Regions from separate parts of the Mus musculus genome. Here regions 1 and 3 are each linked to region 2. The links are chromatin contacts, called in public HiChIP or PLAC-seq and promoter capture Hi-C maps. All regions are on one chromosome and are shown on one strand. The core of a region is the stretch at or near the end of the contact, and the rest is flanking DNA. Distances in the headings are between cores, read along the strand shown. Region 1 overlaps Smco4 (single-pass membrane protein with coiled-coil domains 4). Region 2 holds the start of Mre11a (MRE11A homolog A, double strand break repair nuclease). Region 3 holds the start of Smco4 (single-pass membrane protein with coiled-coil domains 4).

What was found. Promoter capture Hi-C pulls out the DNA fragments that hold promoters and counts their contacts. HiChIP or PLAC-seq counts read pairs in DNA pulled down with a chosen protein or histone mark.
Region 1: a contact with region 2 is called in an H3K27ac HiChIP or PLAC-seq map of microglia, with 5 times the contacts expected there. The contact joins the enhancer-like site here to the promoter of Mre11a in region 2. A contact is called at or near these places in 1 of 39 promoter capture datasets (pre-B cells), 2 of 115 datasets of contacts at active chromatin or transcription factors (bone marrow-derived macrophages and microglia) and 1 of 9 other capture datasets (adipose tissue).
Region 3: a contact with region 2 is called in a promoter capture Hi-C map of pre-B cells, with 2.8 times the contacts expected there. The contact joins the promoter of Smco4 here to the promoter of Mre11a in region 2.

The regions. Positions count from the first base shown.
Region 1 is chr9:15,540,743-15,543,831 of GRCm38.p6, forward strand. All of the region lies in intron 2 of Smco4 (single-pass membrane protein with coiled-coil domains 4), which reads left to right. It overlaps Gm46152 (a long non-coding RNA gene), which reads left to right. Exons shown (of 2, transcript XR_001779361.2): 2 at 1-2,836. Among named protein-coding and RNA genes, the nearest start is that of Gm51703, 3.9 kb to the left of the region's middle. Within about 2 kb of position 1,304, at least 82 of the 459 cell types and tissues checked have an H3K27ac peak or open chromatin away from gene starts, as enhancers often do. A contact at or near this core is called in bone marrow-derived macrophages and microglia, where this site is marked.
Region 2 is chr9:14,783,364-14,786,539 of GRCm38.p6, forward strand. It overlaps Mre11a (MRE11A homolog A, double strand break repair nuclease), which reads left to right and starts at 1,291. Exons shown (of 20, transcript NM_018736.3): 1 at 1,291-1,394; 2 at 2,068-2,165. The coding sequence starts at 2,146. It overlaps Ankrd49 (ankyrin repeat domain 49), which reads right to left and starts at 1,210. Exons shown (of 3, transcript NM_019683.4): 1 at 1,157-1,210.
Region 3 is chr9:15,491,633-15,494,735 of GRCm38.p6, forward strand. Smco4 (single-pass membrane protein with coiled-coil domains 4) reads left to right here and starts at 1,800. Exons shown (of 3, transcript NM_001359604.1): 1 at 1,800-1,997.

The sequences.
Region 1 (3,089 bases), core at 54-2,553, 760 kb after region 2:
GGACTTCTGGCAAGCAGCTCCAACTGCTTCATCATGTTGAGTGCTTGGTGTCTAAGACTCCAACACCCAGTAGACCATTCCACTTTTGCTTCTCCCAGGACACCCTGCTCACTGTGCCTCCCTGTGTATGCCAGGTTATTTTATTTTATTTTGCCAACTTGGCACAACTAGGGTCAGTCTGGGAAGAGAAAACCTCGCCTGAGAAAATGTCTCCATCAGATTGGCCCATGATTGTTGTGGAAGGGCCCATCTCATTGTGGATGATGGTACCCCTGTGCATGTGGTTCCTGAATTACATTAAAAAAGCAAGCTGAGCAAGCTGTAAGAGCAATCCAGTAAGCAGTGCTCCTGTACAGTCTATGTGCTTCAGTTTCTGTTTCTGCCCCTGCCCTGACTTCCACAGTGATGGATAATGGTCAGGACATGTAAGTCATAAGCCCCATCTTCTCCAAGTTGCTTCTGATCATGGTGTTCATCACAGTAGCAGGCAGCAAACTAGAACACTATCTCAAGCCATCAAGGGCCTTTTGCTGCCCTTGGAATGAAGCCCCCGCCTCACTAAGATCCTGGGAAGAGCTGACTCTGTAGCCCCCGTGCTCCACCCACTCCTTACTTCAAGCTCCCAGTAGTTGCTTGGCCCCTCCTGGTTCAGGCTCCTCTTTGCCCCTTCCCTGTGCTCTTCCCAGCTGTTGTCTTGGCTAGTTCCTTTACACTCAGGGTTTCCCTTTCAGTTATGACTTCAGAGTTGCTCTCTCCATCTGCCCACACTACAGGTGCACCAGAGCCATCCATAACCTGCTAAGGCGCCTAGAATTTGGACTGTATGTCCTGTGAATGTAGACTAAGGTGGTGCCATCCCTGGGGCTTCTCAGTATGTAGAGAGCTGGTCATGGAGGCTGGGGTCTTTGATTATTAGCTGCACATACTTGGGAGGTACCAGCAGCAGTTGAAGGATCAGGATGGGAAGTCAGACACTGTACTGTTAGCTAGAGTGGCTACTTAATGCAGTGACTCAAGGTGCTGTTGGCCAGCCTGAGGGAACTCTGAGGGAGGGAACAGCTGTGGGGCTGGCCTAGACAGCTTCACAGTGAAGTGGCCACAGTCAGGCACTAATATTGGTTGCTTGTTCAGGAAGAGGAAGGACCCTGTGTGCTGCCCCTCACGTAGTCACAGGTCACTGGGTACTGTCTACAGACTGGGTAACTGCTGGAGGATATTTTTCCTCTTTAGCCCATGGTGTTCTCTGAACAGTAGAGAAACTAAAGCCTGTTGCACAACACTACAGTTCAGATTCAATTACTCCAGTCTGGGTTTCACCCAGCCTTGTTTGCCCTCAAGCACAGCCACTGAGAATCCCCAGATAGTAGATAAGGCTCAGGAAAGTTCAACCTGCTCTGCCTGAGCCGGGAGCAGATGTGTGTTAGAGGTGTCTCAGCCAGCCGGTGCCTCCCCTGACCCAGTGGGCAGGCCTAGAGCCTTCCTGGACCTTGCACGTTCCCCCTTTAGATCCCTGTGGTTTTCATTGTTTAGATGATGTCAGGGCCTGGGGAAGTAGCCTGTGAGCTGCACTTCTGAGCTGTGAACACGCTAGCAGAAGTCAAGTCAGTCATGTCTAGGCTTCCTGAGCTTCATGCCTTCCTTCCAAGGAGCAGTGATGAGCAGTTCTGCTACAGAACTCCAATAGCAGATGTCCTCCTTAGTTATCTACAAGAGAAGGGGCTTACTTGGACGCACGGTTTAAAAGTTTGTTAGTCCTCTTGATGGACACCAAAACAAGAGAGGGAGGGGGAGGGGAATGCATGTCAGTGACCTAAGCTCTGCCTCTTAAAGGTTCCAGCACCTCTCAACCGCACCCTAGGCTGGATACTAGGCTTGTCACAGCTGGGCCACTAAGAAGAATCTAGTGGCTGTTGTCAGTACCTACTATAGATGGAGTTGCTGAAAAGTTAGGGGAGCAAACTATTCCTTGGTTGAGGCTGATGTTAACCTTCATACGGAGTTGCCTGATTGGATGAAGTATGCATTCAGGTTTCCTAAGAGATTACCTTACAATGAAAAAGAACTTAGCCTCTGCCAACTAACAGGCTCACTCAGATATGAATGTCTGCTTCCTTGTTAAGATGATAGTAAGATAACAGAGGCCACACACAGCTCCAGACAACACAGAGTACATGGTCTCTGGTATAAAAGTCCTTGTCAGAGGAGCACTGGGGAATAGCTCTTCCTAACCTCATGTTTGTCCCCTGGTTGTTGTTTGGCCACCATCTTGGTTATTGTATCCCTACCTAGTATCTCACTCTGACTCCTCCATGTTTGGAGATTGCTCTGCTTGCTATGAGAGTTGGAAGGTGGACTGTGGACATACTGAACCTGAGCCTGGGCTGGACAGTGTGGAGTTGGTCCTGGCAGTCAGCATTACATCTGTTTCTAGCGCCATGTGAAAAACACATAGTGACACTGTGGCTGACAGAGAAGACACAGGCTGTGGTTCCTGTACAATGGGAACTGGATCTGAACAAGGATTGTGGCACCATGGCACTCATCACACTGCCCATTTTCTGAGCTGACCCTCTTTTGTTTTGAAGAATCTGAGGTGTCAAAAGTTCTGGGTGAAGTTCTCAATTTGAATTAGCCAAAGTATATTTCTGTTGCTTAAAACTAAGAAGCCGAGTTCTCTAGAGAGGTGAGCTATAGTTATTTATGGGTGTTACTCATTTTTGAGTACATGAGTATCTCCAGGAGTCTCAGAATTTAACACAAGACAAAAACCAGTTGAGGGGTGGTGAAACCGTGGACTCATGCAATCTCCCTTCAATGTGAATCTGACCGGACCACACAGTGTGGTCCCTAGAAGACAGAATCAGCCCCACCTGTAGCCTGAGCTCTGGAGTGTGCCCAACACTTGCAGGTGTCAGGAGAGTTGAAATAACGCTGTCTTGTCATGACCTCTTCGGTTTCTTTGCCCCTAACTTACAAGTTGAAAATATAATATGCATACTAATTTTGCTTGAACTATCCGCGTGTGTGTGCTTGTGTATGCATGTGTGTATATTGATGTGGTGTGTATGTGGTGTATGCATGTGAGTGAA
Region 2 (3,176 bases), core at 41-2,540:
TAAAGAAAATGAGAAGTTACTTTGAAAACCATCAATCTTTTAACCATATTTGTTGAATTTGGCAGTTTTTTGTTGCTATTGTTAGTGTTACCACTTCTTTCTGTTGACCCAATTAGAATCTAATGTTTATTATTTCAGGTGCTATGTCTTATATTGTTTTGCTATTAAGCTTTTAAGGATAGGCCATCTTTAACACAGATTATTATGCCATTTGTATGTAACCTGCATTAAGAACTATTTGTATCATTAAACTTAAGACCTATCATTTAATCTTGCTCTGAATGGCCTCTAAGAGGAACTTAGTTATACACACTCCTCATAGATTTGTTCTACTTAATTTCAAGTTTAATATTCCATTGTCCAATTAAGCTTCATCACTAGTGACAAGAGTATCAGAATCATGACCAATGACTTCTTAGGGCCTATAAACTCCATTAAGGGATTTGTTAAGGTTTTGGCAGCATTGTGTTTTTCTTTTTTCTTTTTTAAAAGAACTATCAGAACTATTTTCTTAACATTTTCAATATTTCCTTTCACTTCAAACTCATTTTTTAAAAAGCTACTATACACCAATTCATTAAGCGCTTAACAGATGTCACTAACCAAAATATGGCACAGATCGCAGCCCCCCTTCCCACACCTGAAAACTCCTTCATATTAATTCTTAACTTATTGTCTTGGTATGCTTAATTAAAAAATCAAACCCAAATGTATCTCGACTCTGGGTATAAAGCTCGATGCATACTATTATGGAGGAATAGGATGCATTTCCTAATTTAAAGGGAACCCTCCATTTTGAGAGAGATAGCAACTGTTCCAGTTCTCATCTCATTGGGTGGAGCCCCCCATTTCAGAGGCCTGCGCTCGGGTACTGACAGATCACTGTCGCTGCGGTACACGGGCCCTTCTGAGGTCCTGAGGGGGTCTGCTCTAACTCAAGGCTCCAAATCATTTCTACTGCACTTTCTTCAAGGTTCTCTGAAAACACAAAACCGAGGCTTCTGGGGCGATCGTCAGGGGAAGCAGGGAAGAAAGGTCTTTGGTCTAGCAGGCGAGGCCTTCCGAATCGCAAAGCGAAGACTCTGCCACGATGCTACCTGCGAGGTGGCCGGCCGCCCACAGCCGCCCGCCCCACCGCTCCGGACACGCGCCTCACCTTTCACAGAGAGAACCTCACCGAGAACTTCCTTTCCGGGTTCGCCCCTTCGCTGCTCAGGATTGGCTCCTGTGAGGTGACGGAGCCATTCTGTAGCCAATGAGAATCTAGACATTCTGTGATGTCACGTCATCAATGGATCTCGCGAGAAGTACGGATGCCGCTCTCCCGCGCCTAATTCAGGTTTCTGGGAGCGGTTTTCTTGTGGTTCTGGAGACTCCCGCCCCCTTTTCCTGAGGTAGAGATGGCTTGTGGCCTCCCTGGTCGACTCTGACAAGTCCATGTTGGGTAACTTAGGCTTTGCTACGGTCTTGTAGCGTGCGGGTCCGGGGCGAACGGAAGCCCCGAGTGCGTGGGGCCGTTAGGGAAGACGGGCCGGGTGGGCATGGAGGGATGCGGGCTCTGCGTTCCGCCTCGGAGTCCGCCTCGGAGTCCCGCGGGTGGGAGGTCTCCTGTAGTGGCAGCGCCGCCTTCGCCGAGCTGGGGATGCGAGGTGTTCCACTTAGACCATGTGTTGGTTATTTATTCTGTCTTTAAATGTGGGCTGCCCCATAAAACCCATGTTAGTGTTAAGAGTATGGGGTGGCCTCTGATTCAAAGTCCTGCGCGGAGCAGCTTAAATTATGCACGTAGAAAGTTACGTTTCATTTTTCCTGTCCAGGGGTTTACTACACACCAATCTCATGAAGAAGATAGTAGAGAAATAGTAGTGATAGTGCAATTAGGACTTCACTTCAGGATGTGGCTTTCTGTTCTTAGGTCATGAAACAATTATAGTAAGTGTTGAAGACGTACATAGGACTTTCTCAAAATCACTAGCGCTTGTTCAAAAAGTCTACCCTGCAACTGAGCTCATGTTAGTGAAATATGTGCAACCTTTATAATATGTGCATTTTGGTATTTATTTTTAGAGTTTGGATTCGAGTGGTTTTTCTGACATACCTGAACACTTGGAGAGGAACCTGGTACAGAGGAACTCTACTATAAAAATGAGCCCCACAGATCCACTGTAAGCCTGACATATTAATTGTGATGACCTTACGAGAAAAGTGATATTTTAATATAAACAGCAACAGAATTTAATAATGGATAGAGTATCCCCCAAAACGTCTGTCATGCATAATTAAAAGCACATACTTATGCTTATTAGCAATAAATAAATAAATAATGAGGTGGAGCAATAGATGAATGTGTTGCAGTAATTACATGGCCATGCAGGGAGGCTCATGCTCTCTGGCTTTGTCTTAGTCTCGAGTCTATAAATAGTCCTTTAGAGTAAGTTACCCTAGTTGAAGTGAATTTGAACAAAATGGAAAGAAATAAAAGGACTATAGAAGTCAGGTGGCAGAAGAAAATCCTTGAACACGAGTGGTGTCTTCCACTCTGGTTTCAAGTTCTTGGTCAAAATTAGCTGTTTAATGTTAGGAAGATCAGCAGTTCTCTGGCTTGCCTGGTTTTATTTTCATTTGCATAACTAGACTAATAATACTCCTTTCCAGTTAATTTTGAGGTCTGAATGAGAGTGGAAGGGTACAGCTGTGGGAGCTGAGAAGTTTGTGGGTTACCCAGGGCTTCGTGCATACAATTGTGGATGTTTCTGATCTGTGGAGTTATATACAAAAGTGAACTAACTATACGAGTGAAAATAGCCTAACTTTTACTGCCTTAGTCTTGTTTCTGCAACTGGTTGTGTGATGAACGAGTTACTATCTCTGTGTCTGGCCTTATTTTTTAGAGATAGTGACCATGCTTGCCTCTTTCTCTGCAGGGACTGAGATATAAAGAACTAAACTTAATGCTAAGTATAAATGGGTGTTAATAATTCTTAAGCTGCTGATTTACCTGAAAGTACCTTTGTTTGGGTTTAAAGAATTCTGTTCTGTTATTTGGCCACATTTATTGTTGAAAACTATGTAAACAGCAGAGTCAGGCAGACGCCATCAGGGATTGGAATGTAAGCAACTAGTATATTAGTATAAAATCTATTCTTACACTCAGAGGAAGACTATTAAATAACTTT
Region 3 (3,103 bases), core at 550-3,049, 710 kb after region 2:
CTTACAGATTTCATATGGAGCTGCATATGGTCCCCCTCTGCCCTAGATGGAGGACATCTGTGTGTGTCTCACTCACCAGAGCTCACACGTGAGGACAAGAACTTTGCTCACACAATTGTTTCTCTAACTCTAGGGCTCACAATACTAAAGAGATGATCCCTGTGTGCTTGCTATCTACACTGTGCCTTTATGAAACGGTCTGGTGCTCTAGAGATTGCCGCATAGACTGGGCCATTCCTTCTTACATGACCGGTCACAGAAGCTCTGGAGACAACCAGGTCAACAGTCTCAGCTCTTAACAAATCAGTGTGTTACCAGGACTCAGGGGAGGAGGGACTGAGACAGCTGTTTCCAAGGTTGACCTTGCTGGTCAGTGACTGAGCCACCACCTGTGGTGTTAAGGTTGTCCCCAGTGGGGGGAAAATAGCCTTCCTAGGAGCTGGAGAGAGCACAGAAGAACACTTGCTACTCCCCCAGGGGGCTTGAGTTTCACTCCCAGCACCCACAAGTGGCTCACAACCTCCTATAACTGCAATTCCAGGGGATCCAATGCCTCAAACAAAATTAACCTTAAAAAATAGCCTTTATTTCTTTCTGTGCGTATCCTCAAGTGCCTGAAGATGTGGAAATCAACTGTCTCTCCTCCATGGTTTGCTGTCTTGTTTTCTTGAGACAGGGTTTCCCACGGAACCTAGACCTCAGCCTTTGGCTAGGCTGGCTGGCCAGGGATCTGAATGTCTCCCCTAGGATTACACACACACACACACACACACACACACACACACACACACACACACACACACTCTCTCTCTCTCTCTCTCTCTCCCTCTCTCTCTCTCTCTCTCTCGATGTTATACCTAGGTTTTATGGGGGTGCAGGGATCTGAACTTAGGTGCTAACGCTTGGGTGGTAGGTACTTTACTGAGTCATCTCGTTAGATCCCCAGTAGTCTTCTTACATGTGTATTTTCGCCCTGCACTGGAAGAGTAACAATACGAATGAGTACCAGGCAGGGCTATGCTAAGCGCTGTATATGATCTCTGTATATCTTCAAATATAACACCGGCAAGTAGGTTTTTATGACTATACCAGGAAGAAGGTTTTATGACTCTTACGGATGAGTTCATTTTTGGCAAAAGGAGATTAGCTTTCCTAAGACGTCTCAACTTTTAAGAGGTTGATTTAAAACCCAAATGTGTTTGGCTAAAAGTCCTTAATAACATTTAGCTTAGGGCCTTATGGGGCTTTAATACTGATAAGGGACAAGGAGTCCCATTTTATTTATAACAAGCTGAACATTATAAATAAACAAACCCAGGTCAGAACATTCCCTTAGGGGAGGAGATCTGTGATTGTATTTTGTTTCCTCATAAACCCCAGGCACAGGTCACAGAACAAACTACCGCCATTGGACACTAACCTGTTCTCTAACCTGCGCCAGGTATGGATGTACTTAAGGGCTACCTGAACACAGTTCTTCAAGGGTGACCTCGTGGGGAAGCCAGTGCTTCTGGTCACAGTCCGCTTGACAGGGCGGGACCGCCATGTAGAACCTGATACCCATTTTCAAGAACAGGGACCCTAAACCTCCCCTTCTCCCCTCAACAATGGCGGAGGCGCATCTGAGTGCACCTGGCCTGTTAGCAGTGGAGCACGCAAGAAAGCACTTCGCTTTTGCAACCCAGACCGCCACCTGCCATTTACGGGTTCCCTGACACAGGGTGCTTCAGGCCTGGCTGCCTTCTGGGCGTGACCGCACGCGTGCGTCTCCTCCTCCGGCGGGCTAGGCGGCCTGGCCTGCCGGGCGTCCGCAGGGTGCAGGGTGCCGCGTGGCCCGGCCCCGCGTTAGGGTTAGGGAGCAGGATTCGGCTTCCCGGCGGCAGAGGGCGCCTGGAGCCGCGGTCCCGCGCCCCGGAGCCGCCCGCGAGGCGCGAGCAGAGGCGAGGCGGGCGAGCGGCGGCCCCTGCCACGTACCCGGCCGTGCGCGGCGGCGGCAGGTGGGCGCGGGGGCTGCGGGGACCGCGCGGCTCCGAGCGGGGCCTCCGCGTGCTGGTGCTGGGGGCAGGGGCGCCGCGGGTGGAGCGCGCTGGCGGGCGGGACGGCTCTGCGCTCACCGCTGCGCCTTCCGGGCCGGGCCGGGAAAAGTTGGGGCGGCGCGCTGGCCTCGGGGGCCGGGCGGGAAGTGCGGCGCGGGCGGCCGAGGCCCCGCGTGGGAAGGCGGCCCCGCGCGGACACGCGGGGACACGCGCGGCCCGCAGAGGGGCGCGCGTTTGCAGGTGGCGGCGGGTGGCGGAGAACCCAGCGGGGCGGCGGGGACGGGCTGGCCTCTTCCCCGCTGCGGCCCAGGGGCCCGGCCGAGAGTTGGGGGCCCCTCGTGGCGTTCGGGGTCCCCGTGGGGAAGGAGCTGAGCGTGGTTTGCTGCGTCGCGGGCTCCAGGACCACCCCTCCCGGTGCCTCCTCCACCTCACACTGCGGTGCGTTTGTCCTGGGGAAGTTGAGCGGGCCGCGGAGTGGACGGTATGTGCAGGGTGTTTGAAGAGAGTGGGATGGGACCGCATGAAGCACGCACACCCACCCAACCTCTCATTCCCGGCTCAGTGCGAAACTCCCGGCCCCCTAGCGTTTAAGAGATTCTCCGGGCTGGGCCAGCAGCTTCTCAAAGCTGCACAGCACATCTAGGCATAGTGTGTGGCTAGGAGACATGGCCTCTGATTTTCTGTCTGTCGCTGGCCACTTCCCAAACAAGGTTTCAACAGATGCCCGTGCGTTATTAGAACAACCTATGTGGTGCCCCTTGATGAACTTGATGGCCCGTCCCCAATACGCTTAGTATTCAAATCACCTCCATGCCTCCTTGAGTGCAGTGGAGCATAGCTGTGGGCCCAGGCCATGGGCCTCTTGAGTCGTTGCGAGAGTCTAGATGTGTCAGCAGGACATGACCTTGGGTGAGCCCTATGGACCTCAGTGTTCTAATCTGTGCAATAGGAGAAAAAAGCCAGATAATTTACAGAAGGCAGGAGGAGGTTTCCGAGGATAGCCTGAAGTGTAGCCTTGTCTGACGTGCAGTCTCTCATGTGTACAAATGTTTCTACTTGCCCCCAGA